2 separate regions of the Hordeum vulgare genome follow, and region 2 is linked to region 1. A link is a contact called in public Hi-C data. All regions are on one chromosome and are shown on one strand. Each heading gives the region's core, a stretch centred on a gene start, on an enhancer-like site or on the middle of the called end of the contact. The rest is flanking DNA. Distances are from core to core; before and after follow the strand shown.

Evidence for each region. Hi-C and Micro-C count contacts between places; a contact is called where the count stands out from the background.
Region 2: a contact with region 1 is called in a Hi-C map of leaf, with 2.6 times the contacts expected there. The contact joins the promoter of LOC123445226 here to the enhancer-like site in region 1. A contact is called at or near these places in 3 of 6 Hi-C or Micro-C datasets (leaf and seedling).

The regions. Positions count from the first base shown.
Region 1 is chr3H:573,174,761-573,180,023 of MorexV3_pseudomolecules_assembly, forward strand. No RefSeq gene overlaps it. Among protein-coding and RNA genes, the nearest start is that of LOC123445224, 26 kb to the left of the region's middle. Within about 2 kb of position 2,256, at least 1 of the 3 cell types and tissues checked has open chromatin away from gene starts, as enhancers often do. A contact at or near this core is called in leaf, where this site is marked.
Region 2 is chr3H:573,218,922-573,224,184 of MorexV3_pseudomolecules_assembly, forward strand. LOC123445226 (stearoyl-[acyl-carrier-protein] 9-desaturase 2, chloroplastic) reads right to left here and starts at 3,009. Exons shown (of 3, transcript XM_045122186.1): 1 at 2,619-3,009; 2 at 1-284. The coding sequence starts at 2,746.

The DNA.
Region 1 (5,263 bases), core at 1,006-3,505:
GAATCGTTATGATGGTAAATTTGTCCAGAATAAGGTTGGTTGTAATGGATACTATCAATATACTAGTATTATGCATATGATACCACAACCATAATGCATGGTATCATGTGTTACTAGTATCATAGAATGGTTCATTTATTGTCATGAAATACATATAGTAGCACATCATTTAATATGATACGGTATCATGATATAATACTCAACCCTCTCTTTCTTCATTTAATTCTATGTCACCTCATCGAAATTGCCTAGTTGACATGCATGATACTACCTATGATACACCCATTACGGGTAGCCTAAAGTGAGCGCGGTCGTCCTTGGTATGCGGGATTGAAGTTATACGCAGAGAAAACATATCGAAGGGAGTATATTTTATTTTGGTGTTGCCCTATGGTGCCCTTCATTCCACACCCACATGAGGGACTCTCGATGTAGGGTGAAGCTTACAACTGAGTAAGGGGATTGTTGCATATGAGAGTAAAATGGACTTGATGTTTAATGCTATGGTTGGGTTACCTTAATGATTTTTATTAGTTACGGATGCTTGCTAGAGGTTCAATCATAAGTTCATATGATTCAAGTACATAAAGTATGTTAGCTCATGCCTCTCCCTCATATAAAATTGCAAGAATGATTACCGATCTTATTATCAATTGCCTAGGATAATTTTGCACACCATACCATCATTATTCCACACTCACTATTTGTAATATATTCTAACTTTATTTAGGCAGCGACTATTTTCATATTTTTTTTTCTCCATTATACCCACAACGCAGTTTTATTTCTCGTTACTAGATAGAAGAAAACGTTCGATGTATGTAGAGTTGTATTGGTGGCACATAGGACTTGAGAGAATACCGATCTTACCTTTAGCTTCTTGCGGGTTCGACACTTCATACTTATCACTTCCATCTTTGTAAAGTGTTATGATGATTCCTTACACTTGGAGATTATCACACCCCCTTCCCAAACGAGATTGACCTCCCTGACCATGTCGTCCTTGCCGTCGTCGCCTAGCTTTCGGCCTCTTTACCACCCCCGGAGTCCTTACCCATATATAGTCGTTGCATCCACCACCACCCCATTGTGGGCGTTGGTTTAGCTTGTGCCATCACTGGTATAGCGTGCGGCTCGCACCCTACCCAGGGTCATCTCCGCTCGTCGGCACACCGCTTCCACCTCCACGGTCACTTTCCAAGAATGTGGGGTTCGCCAGCCCAGCTGCCTAGACGGGCCAAGGGTTTGGCCCTTCACTTGTCGAGAGTCATCCACGCCCTCCCACAAGGTGTTCGGCAGTTTGCACGTCCGAGACTCGTCCATGCCCGCCGTTTCTAGTGAGGTACGGATTCACATCACTCAAAAGGATCATGGCGGATAGCTCAGAACGAGTTTTTACAACAACTTTGAATGCTCATTATCGCTCGATGATGATAGTGATGTTGTTGTTGCTACACTTCTCGTGGATGCACATTGCGAGGCAACAACTATTGTTCAGGGTACCGATATGTGTCCATGCGCCTGAGTTGAATCATAACAGAGAAAACGGCCGTGCCTACTTTTTGATGATTATTTATATGAGACAAAACCACTATTCCTTGCCAAGCTTTTCCGGCGATGCTTCAGGATGCGGTTGTTTAATGAGAAACCTACAGTTGTGTCTGCTATTTTTCTTCCAATTTATTTGCTATAACTTATATTTATTTGGTTGTAAACTATGTGATTTCTATTTATTTAGTTGTAAACTGTGTGTCTTGTCTGTTTGATAATACACAATGTTTCATTCATTTGTTTATTGGATGTAAATGTATAGAATGTCCAAAATAAGAAAAAATAACAAAAGAACAAATAGAGCGGATCAAATGGGTCGTCCTGTTGGGGTCATGGCTGGAAAAGATGGACTAGGGGCGCACATCTGCCTTCGTGGGTCATTCAAAATTTCATTGTCTGTTTAGGTCGGTCGATTGGAGTCATCTTGAAACAACTGGCCGCTATCTGCATACATTCAGAACATGTATAGCTGTTGTATGAACAGCCAGAAAAGGGAACCTTTTTCTCTAATCCGTACCCATAATGCTAACCATCAAACATGGGAAAGAGCAACTCACCCGACCCAGTTCAAAAGCCATTTCCTTCAGAAACTAGAATACTAGTAGTGACTTAAACGCTCTTATATTTTTTTACACAGCACGCAGGGAGTATCTTATTACGAAAGTGACGAGCTAGCAAGCGATGTCCACGAATTCCCACTCCCGGCCGATCAATTGTTCCAAGTTCCATCCCAGAGTCTTGTCTTTTCTTCTTTTGAGGGGATCTCAGAGGCTTGTCGATGAGGCGTTGTTTCATGGGCAGAGGTCGCTTCTCCCTTTGCTGACAGAAAACGAAGCGAGCCCTGCCTTTTGGTTAGCAAAAGTTTGGTCACCTTCCTTTCAGGTGGCAGTGAGGATCTCCGCATCAGGCAAACTGGGGCCGACTTTTTTTTTTTCCTTTTGAACAGAAGGATTTATTAATAAGGCGTTCACCACACTTTACAAATAGCAGCTTCAGTGGCTAAGCATTCATCTTCTATTTTTAAATAGCTACAACCCACTGGTTATTTTTTCTAAACATGCAAGTATGTCACATGAGCACCTCATACATGCAAGTCATAAATTACATTATTTTTTTATTACTCTATGCGTGCAAGCATCATATCATTAATTCATTTCATGCATGTTACTTTAAGTTACTTTTTGCATTAGATTTTGAATTAATAATATATGTTGATCGCATGTATCATACATATGTAGTTTACATTCACATTTTTATAAGAAATGATATTCCTTTTACTGTATTTTTTCTTTTTTTATACACTTTATATTTCATTTTTATTTATAAGCTTACATTCCTTTTTCATAAGTTATAAATGTTTTTAGCAACTTTCATGATTCTTTTAGCAAGTTTTCCACAACAACGCGTCGGGGCATCATCTAGATCTTGAAGTGAAGCCCGTCATATTTCTTTCATGACACTGTCAACAATCCAGCACACTGCCTTGAACAGAACAAGGCATAACAGAGGATGATGGCTCTCCTCTCCTACCCCCTCCCCTCCCCCCCCCCCCCCCCAAAAAAAAATGTTTTCAACCTAACGGTCAAAATAGATGGAGTTGACTTTGCCGCCAAGTCAGCCCTGACGGATGGGTCGCGCATGTCATATACATGTTTAAGTCATCTAATCTGGCCATTATTTGAAAGTGCTAGTTTTTAGTCACAAGAATAGAAAAAATTGATAGTTTTCGTTCACTTTTTAAAATGTGGTAGTTTAGTAGGACGCAAAACCCTAAAGTGGTAGGTTTTTTTCAATCACTCCTTTTCAGAGCATGGTGATGACACAGAGGGAATGGTGTGTCAGCGCCTTCGATCTGACTCCTCGTTTGTACCTGTAATATGTTGACAGGTATTTTCAGAATCTGCATTTTTGCCGAGAAAAACCCGCTAGCCGGGAACAATGCCAGGCTGACCCATATTTGAGCTGAAAAAACAGTGCTAAGGGCCTGTTATTGTTTTTTTGTTTCTTTTGTTTTTACTAAGGGCCTGTTCAAATGTCTTCCACTCCGTATCTCCACTCCCGGAGTTGGAGGAGCAGCAGGTTTCATGGTACAGAGGGAGTAGTTTTTTTACTTCGCAGATTCTCAGATTTCATGGAGCTGGAGGGAGGCAGGCCTAGTTGAGTTTGGACAAATGCTGCGAATAGCCTGTTTTCAGAGTGGTCACCAGCAGCTCTTGGTAGGGCAGATCTCTCCTCAGCCTGCACAGCGGGCATGGCTGGCTTCTTGTCCAAGCGAACGCGCATCTATACGAGCACCTGAGAAATACTCGTAATATGGTTTACGTCTCGGTAGAGCATTTCGCATACGAAACCGTGCATATTTTGCGCCTACGCCAACTCTCTTTCTTTGGAATGCACCATCAGCGGCACGCGTTTGGCCACATCCCAGATGTTGCCATCGAGCGCAGCGTGATGGATATAGCGACCGCTGATTTGTGCAGATACGAGAACACCACTCACCACTGGCTGAACCGTATCCGTATGCTGTCTCACATAAGACAGACAGACGGATAGCTACATTATCTGAATGAAAAGATTTTCCTCTCCGGAAATCCAATGATCTTCACTTGAAGCTCCGCATTATTATCATCTACTCCCTCCGTTCCTAAATATAAGTCTTTTAAGCGATTTCACTAGGGGTCTAGATACCACATGATGCCAAACGTTTTATCAGTCACAAAACTCAAGGGGTCCGAACAACACAAACAGCATGTTAAACATCATTTATACCTATATCTCTGTACCTGGAACGTGAGCATCTATAACACGTATCCAGGATGGTTTAAACTCTCGGTTACTAGAGATAGAACCGAAGCATCTCCTTTATCTTGTAATAGGCTCGATCTCTTCTTATCTCTTCCTTGACTTGTACTCCAAGTATGTATGCCTATGAGGGAGATCGGCCCCTGCATATAAACACGCAACCGCCTGCCGTAGAGAGGCACGGCGCTTCCAGCTATTCTTTCATGGTAATCAGAGCAATTCTCTTCCACTACATCTAGCTGCCGCAAATACCCTCCACCATCCCCTCTCCTGCCATGGCCTCCTCCAGCTCCACCGTTGCTGCCCTCTCCGGTCAAATCACCGAGAAATTAACCCGCAGCAACTACATCCTCTGGCGGACTCAGATCATGCCACAGATCAGGGAAGCTAGGTTCTTCGGCTACGTTGACGGCTCCATGCCGGAACCCGCCAAGGCCATCATCGTCAAGGACAAGGATGGGAAGGAGGAAGCCACGCCAAAACCTCTTCATCCAATCTAGGTCAGGGAAGTTCAGCATGTACTAGGATATCTTCTGAATAACCTATCAAAAGAGGAGCTGGTGCAGGTTACATCGGTCGCCCATGCCAACGAGCTCTGGACGGCGCTTGCGAACATGTTCTCATCGCACTCGCTGTCCCGTGTGAACAATATCCGCATTGCGTTGGCCAATGCTCGCAAGGGGAACCAGACGGTGGCGACCTACTTCGCCCAAATGAGGTCCCTCACCGATGAACTCGCTGCAGCCGGCAAGCCACTACCTGATGAAGAGCTTGTCTCCTACATCTTGGCTGGACTCGACATGGAATACCAACCTCTGATGTCTACACTCGATGCCCGCACCACCATGGTCTCCCTCGACGATCTGTTCGCTCAGATGAGCAACTTCAATCAGAGGGTGGCCCTCTTCCA
Region 2 (5,263 bases), core at 1,759-4,258, 45 kb after region 1:
CCTCGGTAATCATGTCTCCAACCAAACAAACAAGATAATCATCAGGAATTTCCTTGGCACGTTCTCTGAGTTCCTTAACTTCATCGTGAAATCCATCAGATGCTGGATCAGGGAGGAAATCCTGTGGCTGCCAACACTTCTCAACTGGCTTAAGATGCAGCAACAGATTATCTCTAGCCCAACCATCAAGAGACTGGAATATTTCCATCTTCTGAGGTGGCATCGAATGTGTAACCTGGACATGGACCTCCTTTGGAGGAGCAAATGTCTTCTTGCTCTCAACCCTGGAATAGAAAACAAAATAATGTTCAGCAATACCCACTTTATGATAAAAACTCCATCACCTGCTTTAGGAATTTGACAAGACAGAATATTGGAGAAGACATGTGGGGATGTGGTTAACATGATCTTTTCTATTTTACTTTCTACTCGGATTGCAAAGATAAATAACAGTCTTGTACCTATAGAGATGTAAACCAGTCATTTACCTAAATCATGCAGAACATATGCATGGCTACAGTATGCTATGCATGGTACAGCAAAAATGGCTGAAGCACGCACGTAGTTCATACATGTCACAACGATGGAACCCCATTTAACTTCCCCAGAAAATTAACAACCAAACTTTTGTCTTGTTCGATTTAAAAGAATAGCACATATAGGATATAGCTGGGAAAAAACAGAATTGCAGGAGCATATGGAAGGGTAAAAAAGAAGATCATGACATCGAAATTGAAGCGCAGAAGCGATGGAGCTGCCACCCTTAACACCTGCAGTAACATTTTTACAGTGTATAGGAGTGTAACATGATCTAACACTTGGAACATGAGACTTCTAAGCAAAGGTATTTAGTAGATTTATATAGGTTCAGAAAGATAATCCAACAGGTCACCTTTTCTTTCTTTTTTTCAGCTTTTCGAATTAAGTTAATTATGCCTGCAATTTTTTTACATAATGAACAAAGTATGCATGAAAATCATATTGTGCACAAGGCTTTCTAGCCTCTAGAACTTGCATCACTACTGCTTAAATTCAGTTGAATCTGAACCCATGCCACCAAAGATTACACAAGACATGATATCATCATGCAGACCAAGACACAAGTATTATAGATAAAGATATATAGTATTGTTTGGCAATGATGTTAGTTCAGACATGATGCGTTGGAGATGCTAGTATACGTCTATAAATGCAGACAGGTAGTTAGGTTAGTAGCTGATGTTCATTGACCTACAGGCCCATGCTGTATCCCATGCCAACCACGATGTGACCCCCATAATGAACTTATTAATGCAAGGATTCCATCTGCCTCATCAGATAGTATTTCCCTGGTGTCCAAGTCTCAAGCTCTGCATATCACTGTCACTGAAAACAAATCCTGGATGGGAAAGGAACTACTAGATGCAAGCTGTCACACTCACATCGGCTACTCTAATCTCATTGCCACATCTAACTCGGAAAATCTACTCATGGGTGAAAACCAGGTTATCTGTTCCATAACTAAGCAGTACAGAACCTACTTGGATGAACTTCAGATAGCAGAAACAGTGATATCCATGTTCTGCAAGAAACCTCGTCATTTTGAGACTTCCAGTGTGAAAATGTCGAGTATGGGATTTCTAAGAAACATAGGCCAGCATGGAACCATGGGAGCAGGGGGCTTCAGTCAATAGCCCCATGCTCCTTCAGGTGTCATCCTCCCAAGCCCATCCTCCATCAGGTGTCATCCTCCTAAACCCATCCTCCATCAGATGTCATCCTCCTAAGCCCATCCTCCATCAGGTGTCACCATGTATTTAATAACTTTTAAGGAACACGTCAAGCGAGCAGATGAACAACAGAGAGCCGTCATAAAAACAGCAGCAACAACCTAAGACAGCAAGCATCTGGGAAAATTAAATCCCACAGTAGTGAAAACATGGGCCATGGACCACCGGGCGGCCGAATCAGGCCGACAACGATAGTCCACCTCGGTCGGTCTCCGATGCAACGAAGTGGGCAGCTTAATGGTGAATGAGTGAAGGATGATTGCAAGCCGTTGTGATGAATGAAACCGACCTGGGCCAGCCACCGGCCGGCCAGTACCGAAACTGAAGGCAGTTAATGGGGACGACTGCACTGGAGTGGGTACCGCGTCCGTAGCCATTCTGGGACGCGGCAGTGGTGATAATCAAGGGGCAAACGCTCGCGGCACGCAACATACTCTAGTAGAAGGTCCCATCGGGGTAAAGTAAATGTGGAACGGTGGAAGGCAAAACGAACCGTGGGAGCAGGCGGCAGGTCAATCCGCGCAGGGAAACTGGCCAGCGCTCGCAGGAAATTAAATGGAAACAGTTGCGCTGCTGTTCTTCTACTGTGGCGTTTTCGCCTGATCTGCGGAGGAGAGGTTCGGCGGCCATGTGCGGGCGGGACGGGGAAGTCGAATCTGACGACAGATAACGAAGGAGATAACGAGGGAAATGAACGAATTGACAATACTGGAAGGTTGCTCGCGTGGGCGCCTAGAGACGATCCATCCAATCTATGTGTGCACGGAGGAGTGGAGAGGGGCCAACCTCGCCGGTGCCGTTGTACAACTCACTGGAGACGAAGGGGCGGGGGAGAGAGGCGTGGCTTACTTGGCGGAGGCGGAGGCGGAGGAGGCGACGGCGAGGACCCTGAGGCTGCCGGTCCTGCGGGCGGCGCGTCCGGCGGCGGAGAGCGGGGGCGTGACGGCGTGGGGGCGGAGCGCCATCCTGGAGGCCATGGCCGGGGGGGAGCCGAGCGCCGCCGTGGCCGTGGTACGCCGCCGGCGCCGAGGAGCGGATGGGCTGAGATGCGTGTGGTGACGAGGAGCCGAGAGAGAGAGAGAGAGAGAGAGAGAGAGAGAGATGGCGATGCGGTGCGGTGCGGGGGTGTGGCCTCGCCTCGCCTCGCGCGATCTCCACCTCAGGTTTTTGCCCCGCGGCGCGGCGGTGTCTTGGGTTGCGCTGCGATGGGACCGCGGTCGACAGGCGCCACGGGTGCGGACTGCTGGGCCGCCACCCGGCCGCTTACTTATTTATTCCTGGAGCTCCGGTCGTCACGTTTTTACCGATTTGGCCTCGCTCGTCTACAAATTTTTTTCACGCTTCCGGTCGGCGATGGGCAGCTGGCTGGGCCAAGGTTGTTCTTTTCCTCCACGCCGGGGTGGAGTCTAGATCTCCTTTTTCTTAAAGTGGAAGAGAAGTCATCTCGGCTTTTTCTTTCCGGTAAAGGCCGTTTCACTTTCGTTTCTTCAATGTTTGGTATACTGTTACTATGCAATCCAACATCTACTACCTTCGTTATTAGATATAAGTCTTTTAAAATGTTTTATTAAAAAAACTACTTATAAATGTGTACAGATATCATAAACTGATGTATTCTGCTTCGTATGTAGTTCTTTAATGAAATATTAAAAAGACTTGTATTTTGAAGCTGAGAAAGTACAATCCAAACCTCATACAAAAAACATCTGCCATTAAGTCTAGATCACACGGCTGCGTCCTTGACGGTGACACGCGGTCAGTGAGTGGTGGATAAAATACACCGGCATTGGTATACCACGGTCGATTAAACTGAAAACGGTGTGCTGCGAGGACGAAGTCGGTGGGAATATCCAGCGTTGGAGACAACGTCTGTTTTTTAAATAACTACAGTGGTAATTATTATTTTTTTGCGGGGAGGAGCATAGTTGTGTGAAACTTGCACGGGCACAACTGGAATTCCACACACCAGCGGTCTCCCCCGCCGCACGCACGCGCTCTCCTCTGCACTCCACCCTCCATTAATAGTGTAGGAGCGGCGACGCGAACGCCGAGGCTGCTTACGTGCTACGACGTCGGCACGCAGCGACGGACGTGGCCGCACGTCCGCCGCGCCGCCGGGGGCCGTGCGCCAAGTGTGCGGCCGCTGCTGCGTCCCTCCCTCGGGCGAGCGCGGCACAGGTGGAAAGCATATGCTCTGCTGGTGCTGGGGCCTCGGCGTGGCAATCACTGCCGCCCTCACGTGATCCCAAACAAGCAAAAACTAAAGCTAGGACTTGTGCTGGTCGATGATACCGAGGCGCGGGGGAACGGGGAAGGGCAACACGATTCCGTCACGCACGCACCGCCAGCGTCCCGGCCGGTCAGGTGCATGCACGCCTGCGGGCGGTCAAGAGTGCGTGCGTACGTGACCACGATCGTGTCCCGCCGCCCGGCCGTCGCTCCTGCGCGCTGGGCCGACGGGCATGTATTTTTTTCGCCGGTGATGAAAATGTCCCACCCGTGTTCCGGATCCTCGTTTTTCGTTGGTTTGGGTCTAAATTACATCTCACGAAGCCAAGCCAAACCCAACGCACCACGGACGTCTCGGACGCCGGCTGAAACGAAAAGACGCGTGGATCCGCACTGTCGACGAAAACAGTCTAGTTTCCTGACGTTTTTCGTTGTTCCCTCCCTTTTTCTTCCCACCATCCTCCATCTCTCCCACGGCTTCCGCCTTTTTCCACACATCCTCCCACCATGTTGCCGAAGAAGTACGCCGCCCCTCGTCAAGCCACCGATCCCCGGCAAAAGTCGAGGAAGTCGAGGGCGCTGATGCCAAGGCCCCCGGGCTTGACAACGCCTAGTGAAAGGCCGACGTTAATCGTCGGGCGGCAGTCACCAACGACCAACAAAACAGCCTCAACATGAAGAAGGTTAGGGACACTGCGACGGAATAGGAGGGGCCGTCTCGCGTGAGATCCTTCCGCCTCAACAGACAAGCAAGTACCCACAAGGCGCATGGGGTAGCCAGCAGAGCGTCGCGTCATTGGCCAGCTTCTCGTCGTTAGTGTGGAGGCACGCGCGCTCGCCCGAATACGCCGACGGTGATGCATTCGGCAGCTTCAACCCCAACATCACCTTCTCGCATTGCTCTGCACTGCGCTCCTCCATCTTCATTAGCCCCGGCCCACGCACGCCCTCCGCGTTCATCGCCGTCCTCGCCACCCAATACGGCTACTCGCTGACGTACTCAGCCTTGCTTGTGAGGACTGTGCGCGTGGACCCATGCCCTTCCCACCAAGCTCAGCGTAGTTTAGCACCGTCGGTGTCAAGATGGACGAGATCATCACGAACGGCTCAGCCGTCGCCGCTTCATGCCTCGGGGTCGCACACAAGAGGAAACGTTGGGCAACGCCGGCGACACGGAGGACGTCCAGCACGACGATGTCAATGAGGTGTAAGAGGAACAACCGGCGGTGCCAGCGACCAAAGGGAGAAAGAAGGGGCGGTCGTCC